3 separate regions of the Gossypium hirsutum genome follow, and regions 2 and 3 are each linked to region 1. Evidence: chromatin contacts called from public Hi-C data. All regions are on one chromosome and are shown on one strand. The core of a region is the stretch at or near the end of the contact, and the rest is flanking DNA. Distances in the headings are between cores, read along the strand shown.

Region 1 (3,185 bases), core at 485-2,984:
AGCTGGTGGTTGCTGGGTGTAGTCCTGAAGGTACAATAAATATTTACTTTAGAAAAAACTAGTTACAAAGTCAACGTGCAATAATTCAAGTAAAAGCAGAAGCTAGTTAATTGAATTGCTTGTAACCAACTAAAACTTACAAGAGGAGGAAAGACTTTCTCAGCAGCACGGCGCGGAACAGAGAATCCTCCATGAGTGCTAGTGTCACTTGCTGTTAGTGTTTTACAAAAATAATTGGTTGGCTGTTTGCTGGGAGCACCTAGTTCTGCAGGCAGTAGGTAGACATCCTTTTGCTCTTGCTACAAGAATGCTTTCAAGTCAAGAAACAAGAAAAAGAAAAGATTACCAAGCACTAAATCTTCGAACAAAGTTTAAGTTCCATACTGGACTCAGTGGCTGCAAGGTCATTTGAGCATACACTTCATCTGTTTCCACATCTGCCTGTACTTGAAAGAATAAAAGACTTGATAAGCAACCAACTAAAGTTCCATAAAAACCAAGGTAGTCTATACAGGCATTTAACTTACATGCATGGTCACATTGTGAAGCTGACAGATAAGTTGTGGGGTAAGCTCGGATAGTTCGGTATATGAGCATCTACTTCCTTGTTAGTAGAAGCAGCAACCTGCAGAGGGAATCATAAACACCAAAAGTAGGCTAAAATATCAGATGAATATACATTTCCTTATAGACTGCTCTTCCTTTTGAGGAGCTTCACCAGCAATTCATGCATTAACAACAAGAAAAGTGGGGATAAATTCAGCAATACTAAAATGGTAGGCCCAAGAAAATCATATCATTGCATATCAATGGGAAAAGAAATTATATACCATCCTTACATAGCTTCTTAAACTCTGTATAATCATTAAAAAACTTCTGCTAGTAAACTATGATAAACGATGCAGGCATACTTACCTGTTCACTATGACCTTGTGGAAAGTAAACAACTCGGCTTCCAACAGGTGGAAGAGACACCAAAGGACCAGCACATGCATGCCAAAGTTCAGAATTCAAACATTTCTTCTCCCCTGTACAAAAATATTTCTCAATTTCATAATTTCGAAAAAATAAAATAAACGTTCATTCAGCTCTATGCTTAAGGAAACTACTAGAAAAAAGCTAAAAAGCAGATACCTTCCTGAGTTTGCTGATTCAACCCTGATGAAGAGAGTCTCATTCTTAAAATCTAAAAACAAAAAAGGGGTATTTTTTTTTCTATTCAAACGAAAAAAAAAAGAGTAGTTGAAAAAGGAAACTACAAGTACCCTAATTATTGAAGAACATTGAGGATTCTTATAACATCATCCATAGTTAAAAGCAAAAGAAGGGAAAAAACCCACCCCCCACCCCCCCTTTTCTCCACCAGAAGTTTCTAAACCTAAGTTAAAAATAACCAAAATAAAAAATAAAAAAACAGAACTACCCTTTACTCAGAAGGGCTTCATGAAGCTCAGATCTTACTTCTTTTTCACATTAAAATTCTTTTATAAATAAAAAATGAAACTTTGTAAAGCTAAAAACCCTAGCTTTTTACTTCACCAGATCTCTGGTTTCTTAAGCCAAACTCTCATCCCAAAAATGTTCCTTTCGTCTGGAGCTGCTATTAGTTAAGTTATAGAAATAAAACTAGAAAATGATACTTTTTTCAAAAAAAATATATTTTGGATTTTTTTGGGGTGCGTATGTCAGAGAGAGGGCTGAAGGACTGAACTGCAGGTGGAAAGAGAGAGAACCAAAAGTAATTTTTTTTTAAAATATAAAAATAAAACAGAAAAGGTGAAATCAGCAATCAATTAATACATTTTTGGTTTTGAAGTTTTAAGACTTATTATATCCAATTCTATTTAGATTATTAAATTTATTGAAATTTTCAAATACATGTGATATTTTTATATATTTATCAAAGGGTAATCTAATACCCACACTATTAATAAATTTCTTTTTTATTATTTAATTATAAAAAATTATAAAATAATTATTTAATTTGTTCTTTTTTGTCACCAATTAACTTATATAAAAATAAAATACCTGAAATCCAAGATAATTAAATGAAAAAAATATAAAATTAAATACTTAAATAACTATTTTATAATTTTTCATAGTTGGTTAACTAAGAAAAAACATTAATAGTTAGATGACTATTTTGTAATTTTTTATAATTAGATAACCAAAAAAATGAAATTTACTGTTAGTTAAGTGATATTAATATAATTTATCATTTTATTAAATTATCTTTCAAATTTTTAAAAGTCCAATACTTGCCTCAAATGACATTACACGCTGGTATAAGTATCATGGAGACCCTTTAATTAGAAGTTAAATTATATTTTGTTCATTTTACTCAAAAATAGATAAATTGATTTTTGTAAGTTAGATAAATGAGTAAACTATTCATACATATTAAGATTTTCAGCATTTCAACTGTTAAAAATTGGTATGGCTGATGAAATAATTAGACTGCTACATATGGCTTGCCACTTATACCTAATAATAACGACTAATTTTTAATAATACAAATGAATGAAATTAAAAAAAAAGACTAATTTACTTTTTAATTTCACCTTTTTTTTTAATTCAACTCCAAACTAAGTGCAGAAGTGAATTATTAAAAAAGAGAAGTGAAGATATTAAGTGTTTATGAGCCAAACCCCATTTAAAACTCTGTTAAATATTGCTTATACTTAAAAATTCAATTCAAGTGATTTATACTTGTATTTTATATATACATATATATATTGGCTTTTTATAAAAAATAAAAGTTAATCTTTAATAATTGTATTAATTTTTAAATATACATAACTTAAATATATTTAAATGCTTAAATTTTTTTATATAATTATAAGGCTTTGTTTAGCATTACTTCTTAAATTAAAAAATACTGTTAAAATTTTCTATTTCTTATTTTGGTTAAAGAAATATGTTTGCAAAGCACTTTTAAAAAACTCAAAAACATTTTATTTAATAATACTTCTATCTCAAAAATAAGTGTTTTTTAAAAAACAATACTCTAAATGTCTTTTATCTCTCTTATGACCTCAATCTTATTTGAAATAATAATATTATTTAAATAAAAAATTTATTAAAGTGATTATTCAAAAGTGTCTAAAAATACAAATTATTTAACTCCTAGTGTTGATCATGACATGGTGAAGAGGATAAGTAGGCCCTTTATCCCATGCATCAGA
Region 2 (3,185 bases), core at 320-2,819, 170 kb before region 1:
GCCCAGTTTTGCACAAGCCATCAATTAGGATACTATAAGAAACAATATTGAGTTCAACCCCACTGTTCCACATTGCTTGAAAAAATTTCAATGCCTCTTCGAGTTTACCACCTTTGCAAAAACCATCTAGCAAAATTGAACAGGTCACCAGGTCTGGAACTTGTCCAGAAGCAACCATCTTTTTCAAAAGTTCACATGCCGTAGAAACTCTCCCTAATTGACACATACCTTGCATAAGAGTGCTGTATGTGACAGTATCCGGGATTAGTCCCGTTTGAGATATTTCATGAAAGAGTTCCATTGCTTTGTCTAACCTTTTAGCTTTACAATATCCATTGATCATGATGTTGTAACTAAGTATATTAGGTGCATAACCCTTCTTGATCATCAATTGAAGCACTCTTCTAGCTTTATCCATTTTGTTTTGCAAGCAATAGCCATTTATCAATGCATTATAGGTAACAACTTTAGGTTCAATGCCTTGCTTTCTCATTGTGTCAACAATAGCTTCAGCTTCAGAAATCGTTCCTTCTTTGCAATATGCATCAACCAATATAGTATAGGTGAAAATACTAAGTGAAATATTGTTATCCACCATTTCATTCAAAAGCCTTGTTGCCTCCATATGCTGACCTGAATTACACATACCATGAATTAAGCAATTGTAAATAACAATATCCGGTCTAATGCCCTTAGCCTTCACTTTAGAAAAGAGCTCGAGAGCCTCATTTAACAACCTGTTTTTACAGAGACAGTCAATGACAGTACTATATGCTACAATATTTGGTTCGGAACCTCTTTCTTCCATCATCCTTAGAAACCTAATAGCTCTATCAGTATTTCCAGTCTTACACAATCCATTAAGTATTGTATTGTAAATAATTAAATTAGGCTGATACCCTTTTTCAACCATTTCATCAAACAAACACACGGCTTGAGAAATCTTGCTTTGCTTACAAAATCCATTAATCAAAGTAGACAAAGTTACAACATCAGGTTCAATCCCTAACTTCAACATCTTCCCCAAAAACAGAAAACCCTAAATCAATTTGATTTAACTGACAAAAGGTATTAATCAAGATGTTCAAAGAATAGACGTTATGGGAAACTCCTAATAATTCCATTCGGCTAAACATAGAAACAACAATGGCATAATGTTTCATTCTAACAATGGCCGCTAATAGTTTAGTGAACTCCAAAATTGAAGGCTTTGGGTACTTCTCAATCATCTTATTAAACAAAGTCCAAGCATCATCAACATTATTGAAGCGGTCATACTTTTTTGGGTTTCCCCTTACAGACATTGAATTCTTACTTAAAGCTTCGATGTGGGTACCAATGGTGTTAAAAGAACAAGAAAAAGAAGGGTGCAAACTGGAAAGATTCCTTCCACCAGTAACAAACGAACGAAGAAATAATGAAGAATTGAGCTTACCCATATCTAGAAAACCAGCAAAATGAAAGAAAAAGGGCTAAGCTTCAAATGAAACCACCATTAACAGTACACGAGAGACAGAGAGGAGAATGGGAGGACGACTTTTGCCGTTTCGACTGGTTAAGGAATCATTTGTTAGGGCTAGTTATTATTGAATGGATAAACTACACAATTAGTCACCATACTTTCATAAGTTTTCATTCTGAGTACCAAAAAAAGTAAAAAACTTTTATTTTAAACATTGCGATAAAAAAACATGTTCTGATTTCATCTTCTTCTCAAATATTTAATTCTTTTAATGCTTTTTCTCTACAATTAGGTTTCTCTTACAACAAATGACTTAGTAATCAAGTCCATCCAAGGCTTGAAGAAGAAATGAAAATGATTTTGGTAGAAGGAATACACATATATCTTTATCTGTTTAACTAGTTCTTAATCGTTGGTCTAATTTTTAGTTTTATGTGGATGTTCAGACTGTCAACTCTCCGTTCAAGGAATTTGATCCAATTCGATTCAATATTAATATTAAGAAATCATTGAAAAATAGTTAAATGCTATGAGTTATTTAGGGCTTTTCTATACCTTACTTTACAACATTCTATAATATGCATAAATTTCAATTTATTTATTATGTTTCTCCTCTTGAATTATGTTATCTAAGTTATTAATTATATGATTTAGACTTAATATGTATTTAGGTGAATAATTGGAGAAAAGTGATTATAAAGATCATTTTTGGTTAAGTTTTTGCGAATGAAATTTTTAACACAACATTATTTTAGTATTTTAACCATAACTTGAGTTACCCAATTCTGTTTTAAACTTATAATATACCATTTGGAAGGAAACCAAAAGATCTAGTTGAAGTATGCCGAGGCTCAAGTCACAATACAATATTCTTTAAAAACAATACCTCATTCACATATAATTGATTTTTTAACCATGTTGATATACTAGCACTCTTATTGAAATACAAAATCGATAACGGCTTAAGCATAAAATTAACATTTTTTTTTAGAATTAAACAATATAATTAGACATGTTTAAAATCCAATTTCTAATAAAGAATGATTGGAGAACATAAAACCCTCCATATCGCTCTAGAACTAAACTATAAATGCTTATCTTATATTGATAAATTTTCTATTTTACCAAAACAATTAGTCAAAATTAATACAAAATTTCATTCATTTGAATCTTGAAAACTTATCTAAACTTAGAAAGGTGATCTTCCATTCTTGTGTAATCATCTTGTATGCTTTTGAGCATATATTTACAATGTACTCTTGGTCATGTGATAGAAATGAAAAAGTATTTACATCCTTGGTTTGTGAATGACCAATAATGAAAGATTAGGCAAAATTTTTAAGTAATAAACCAAAATGAATGTTAGAGTTTAATAGAGTATTTTTTTTAGCTTGTAAAAAAAATCTTTTCCTTGTTCTCCATGACAAGAATTAAACATTGCATTATTCTTGAAAGAATTAAAAGATTTTTTTTTTTTGGATCTTAAATCCTACATTAGTTCCACTTAATGGACCTTAGGTGTTGTATATAATGTGTACAATAATATATAGATAATGCTACACATACTTCACCCAACCAAAGAGTCACCTTATTAAGGAAACTACCTTGCTTAACACATGCCTCGCCTGGGTCCAAGGATACATAACTTAATCATTATGATAATATGGTTGTCAAGTCATTAACACATCTTGCAACCCAATCACGTCAGGTTATGTAACTGACT
Region 3 (3,185 bases), core at 404-2,903, 150 kb before region 1:
AGCAACATGGATATTGCTTCAGCCTACAAGTATATCAGTTCAACTTCATCACTGTCGCTTCATGGCTCATCATGTTCATCCTTGCTTCACTTTTCCTTTGGGGAAATGTTCTCAGGCTTCTCGGATGTTCAAAGTCTCTCATTTGTTTTTCAGGTGGTCATACAATCGGCATATCCCATTGCCCAGCTGTTTCGCGCCGGTTGTACAATTCCACTGGCCCCCGCAGAATCGACCCAACCATGGACAGCAAGCACGCTGAAAACCTCAAGATCTTAGCTACTACTCACTCTTGCTCAAAAGAAGGGGTGGGCTGTGAACCTAAGCTAATTCTTTTCTCTATTGTACCTGAACGGAATCCCCAACCTTCATCTCATCCTTCAATCTGATGCTGCTTTAACCACTGTAACGGAAAATAACGGGAATAGCGGCCCGTTATTCCCGCAATTGGCCGTTACCCGTTAAATTGCGGCCGCGATCCACCGCTATTGGTGTGACTCCGCTTCATACCGCTATTTTTAGCAATAGCGGTTTCGGACGGCGCCACTACCGCTATATAACGGCCGCTATTCCGATATCGGTCCGCTATTTAAATCCCTGCCTAACATCTAGTTCCAGCAAACATTTAAATCTATGGCTAGTTATTGATAGAACAATTGGTAAATAAAGTGCAAAAATAAACCTAGATCACATTCATTGTATTTGGAAATCATAAAGTACAATTTTTACAATCAATATGAGGGTTGGGCACTTTTCCCGTTAATTTATTATTCGAAAACGATAAACAGTGCTTCCGGCGACATGAAGAAATTCAGAGTTGGTCATATCAACAAAGCAGTGGAAAGGTTTCCAAGCACAACTTTACTCAAATTTTGGGAAATTCTAATAGATTGGGTTTTGTAGGTATTCCAAGCACAAGGAAATAGAAATTCTAATAGAGCTTCATACAACAAATCATCCTCCAACTACTCATTTAAAACCAAAATCCCATAAATTTGTTATTTACTACTCACAACACCAATTATAAATAAACGGAAAGTGGGACAAAATATCAGTAATATTCAAATAAGCTCCTCCGCATCAAGCCTAATCTAAGAATGGCGCACATGAACAAAAATTAAATAGATCAAAATTTTGTTTTTTTGGTTCATCTCATCTATTTTATAATATTATGAAATAAAAAATCAATTGAACAAGGAAACAAAACAAGTTGTAAGCTAAATCCAGTAAAATTTCACCAAAACTAGATCAAACGAAGCTTGATTCCAGTCAATTACAAATATTAAAAAAAATGGCTGGTAACCGGATTGGTGAAAAAAATCACCAGTTAGCAATCTATAATAACAACAATAGTAATAAGTAAAATACCTGAGCATGATTTGAAGGATCTGATGAAGAAGAAGATGCTTCCCTGCGTTGATGTTCAGCAACTGAATTCTCCATCACCTCCTCCCCCTCCTTCAATCCAATGGAAAATAGAAAAATAAAAAGCAAAAAATTGCTTCTGTTAGAATTAAATTTTCAAAAGAGAGAGAGAGAGAGAGAGAGAGAGAAAAAAGTAGAGTGCTTCAGTTAGAAATCAAATTTCTTCCCAGTTTCCTTCTTCTTCACTCCTAAATAGACCGGTCATACTTCCTACAGTTAAAAATAAATATAATAAAATATAATGATTAAATTTATTAGCCATCTTAGTCCAAATTGGTCAGTTCATTTTCAAAAGCCACTTAACCTTCTTTAATAAATAATTCCAAAAGCACATCAGTTTGACGTTACCTTGTCAAGCCAATTCATTGTTTTGTTTTTTCTGTATTAAAATACGAAAAATATAAATATATAATAATATTTTTAATTTAATTAGAATTTTTATAAATTAAATTTAAATAATTAAAAATATAATATGGATGAGAATAGTTTATTTGCTATATATACTCAACTTATTTTCATTCTTTTGCATTCAAATCATATTCTCTCAATCTCTTAATCCTATTAATCTATTCTCTCAACTATCTTATTCTCAATTGTTCATTCAATTTCTCTCAAATTATTGTTGTCTTAATTTTATATTTCATAATTTCTTTAATTTTTATAATTTTAAAAATGTTAATGCCTCTTATTCGTTTGAATGACAAACACATTTTTGGCGTCCAAGGTTAATGGTAAAAAATATTATTAAATTTTTTAATTTTAATTAATATAATTATTAAGTTGTTAACATTATTAATTTTATAAATTTTTTATGTTTATATAATCATACCGAAAATCAGATTATTGGGACGTAGATACACAATTTAAGTGTGAGTGCACCGCGAGTTATTGAGCACTCCTTTCAAGAGATGAAATTCTTGCACATGTCTCATATGTTCGGGGGGACTAAATTGGATAGCATAGTTTAACCAATAATAATGTCCCTACATCATTCCCAATGAGTAGAATGTCATCGACATATAGAACGAGAAAGATCGTCTTTCCATCCCCTAAACGTTTATAAACACAAAGTTCATCTACATTTTGCTCAAATCCAAAAGTCTTAATCACTTGATAAAATCTTTGATTCCATGAGCGGGATGTTTGCTTAAGTCCATATATGGATCTAAGCAGTTTGCAAACTTTATACTCATTTCCTTTAGTTATATATCTGGTGGGTTGCATCATATAGATGCTCTCTTCAAGATAGCCATTCAAAAACGTTGTCTTAACATCCATTTGCTAGATCTTGTAATCGAGTGTCATTGTAATGGATAAAAATATGTAGGTTGACTTGAGCATGGCAACCGGAGAGAATGTTTCTTCATGTTCGATACATTCTTTCCGAGTATAACATTTTCCTACAAGTCTTGCCTTATAAGTTTTCACTTTTTCATTCGTATTTTTTTCTTCTTGTAGATCTATTTACACTCTAATGGTTTTATCCCTTCCGGTAAGTCTACAAGTTCTCACACTGGGTTAGAGTCCATAGAATTCATTTCAACTTTCATAGTTATTTCCCTGAGCTTGGAATCAAGACTCTTCATCACTTCATCACTTCATCACTTCATCATACGTGAGTGGGTCATCATCTTCCTATTTTGTAAACTCAGTGTAAAAACACTTCTGCCTGATTAGAAGAACTCAAGCCTACAAAAGACCCTTCCACTGCACTGAAGCACCTTATGCTGCTAATCGTTTATTGGTCTACTATTAGGATTTGG

What was found. A called contact is a pair of places that touch in the nucleus more often than the background predicts.
Region 2: a contact with region 1 is called in a Hi-C map of leaf, with 2.0 times the contacts expected there. The contact joins the promoter of LOC107888473 here to the promoter of LOC107888470 in region 1. A contact is called at or near these places in 8 of 34 Hi-C or Micro-C datasets (callus, hypocotyl, leaf and 1 more).
Region 3: a contact with region 1 is called in a Hi-C map of leaf, with 2.2 times the contacts expected there. The contact joins the promoter of LOC107888472 here to the promoter of LOC107888470 in region 1. A contact is called at or near these places in 9 of 34 Hi-C or Micro-C datasets (callus, hypocotyl, leaf and 1 more).

Annotation. Positions count from the first base shown.
Region 1 is chrA09:1,924,491-1,927,675 of Gossypium_hirsutum_v2.1, forward strand. It overlaps LOC107888470 (auxin response factor 6), which reads right to left and starts at 1,735. Exons shown (of 15, transcript XM_016812590.2): 1 at 1,135-1,735; 2 at 916-1,028; 3 at 571-625; 4 at 528-568; 5 at 385-441; 6 at 141-299; 7 at 1-24. The coding sequence starts at 1,177.
Region 2 is chrA09:1,753,181-1,756,365 of Gossypium_hirsutum_v2.1, forward strand. LOC107888473 (pentatricopeptide repeat-containing protein At1g62930, chloroplastic) reads right to left here and starts at 1,570. Exons shown (of 3, transcript XM_041077597.1): 1 at 1-1,570. The coding sequence starts at 1,018.
Region 3 is chrA09:1,773,512-1,776,696 of Gossypium_hirsutum_v2.1, forward strand. LOC107888472 reads right to left here and starts at 1,654. Exons shown (of 8, transcript XM_041077599.1): 1 at 1,366-1,654. The coding sequence starts at 1,440.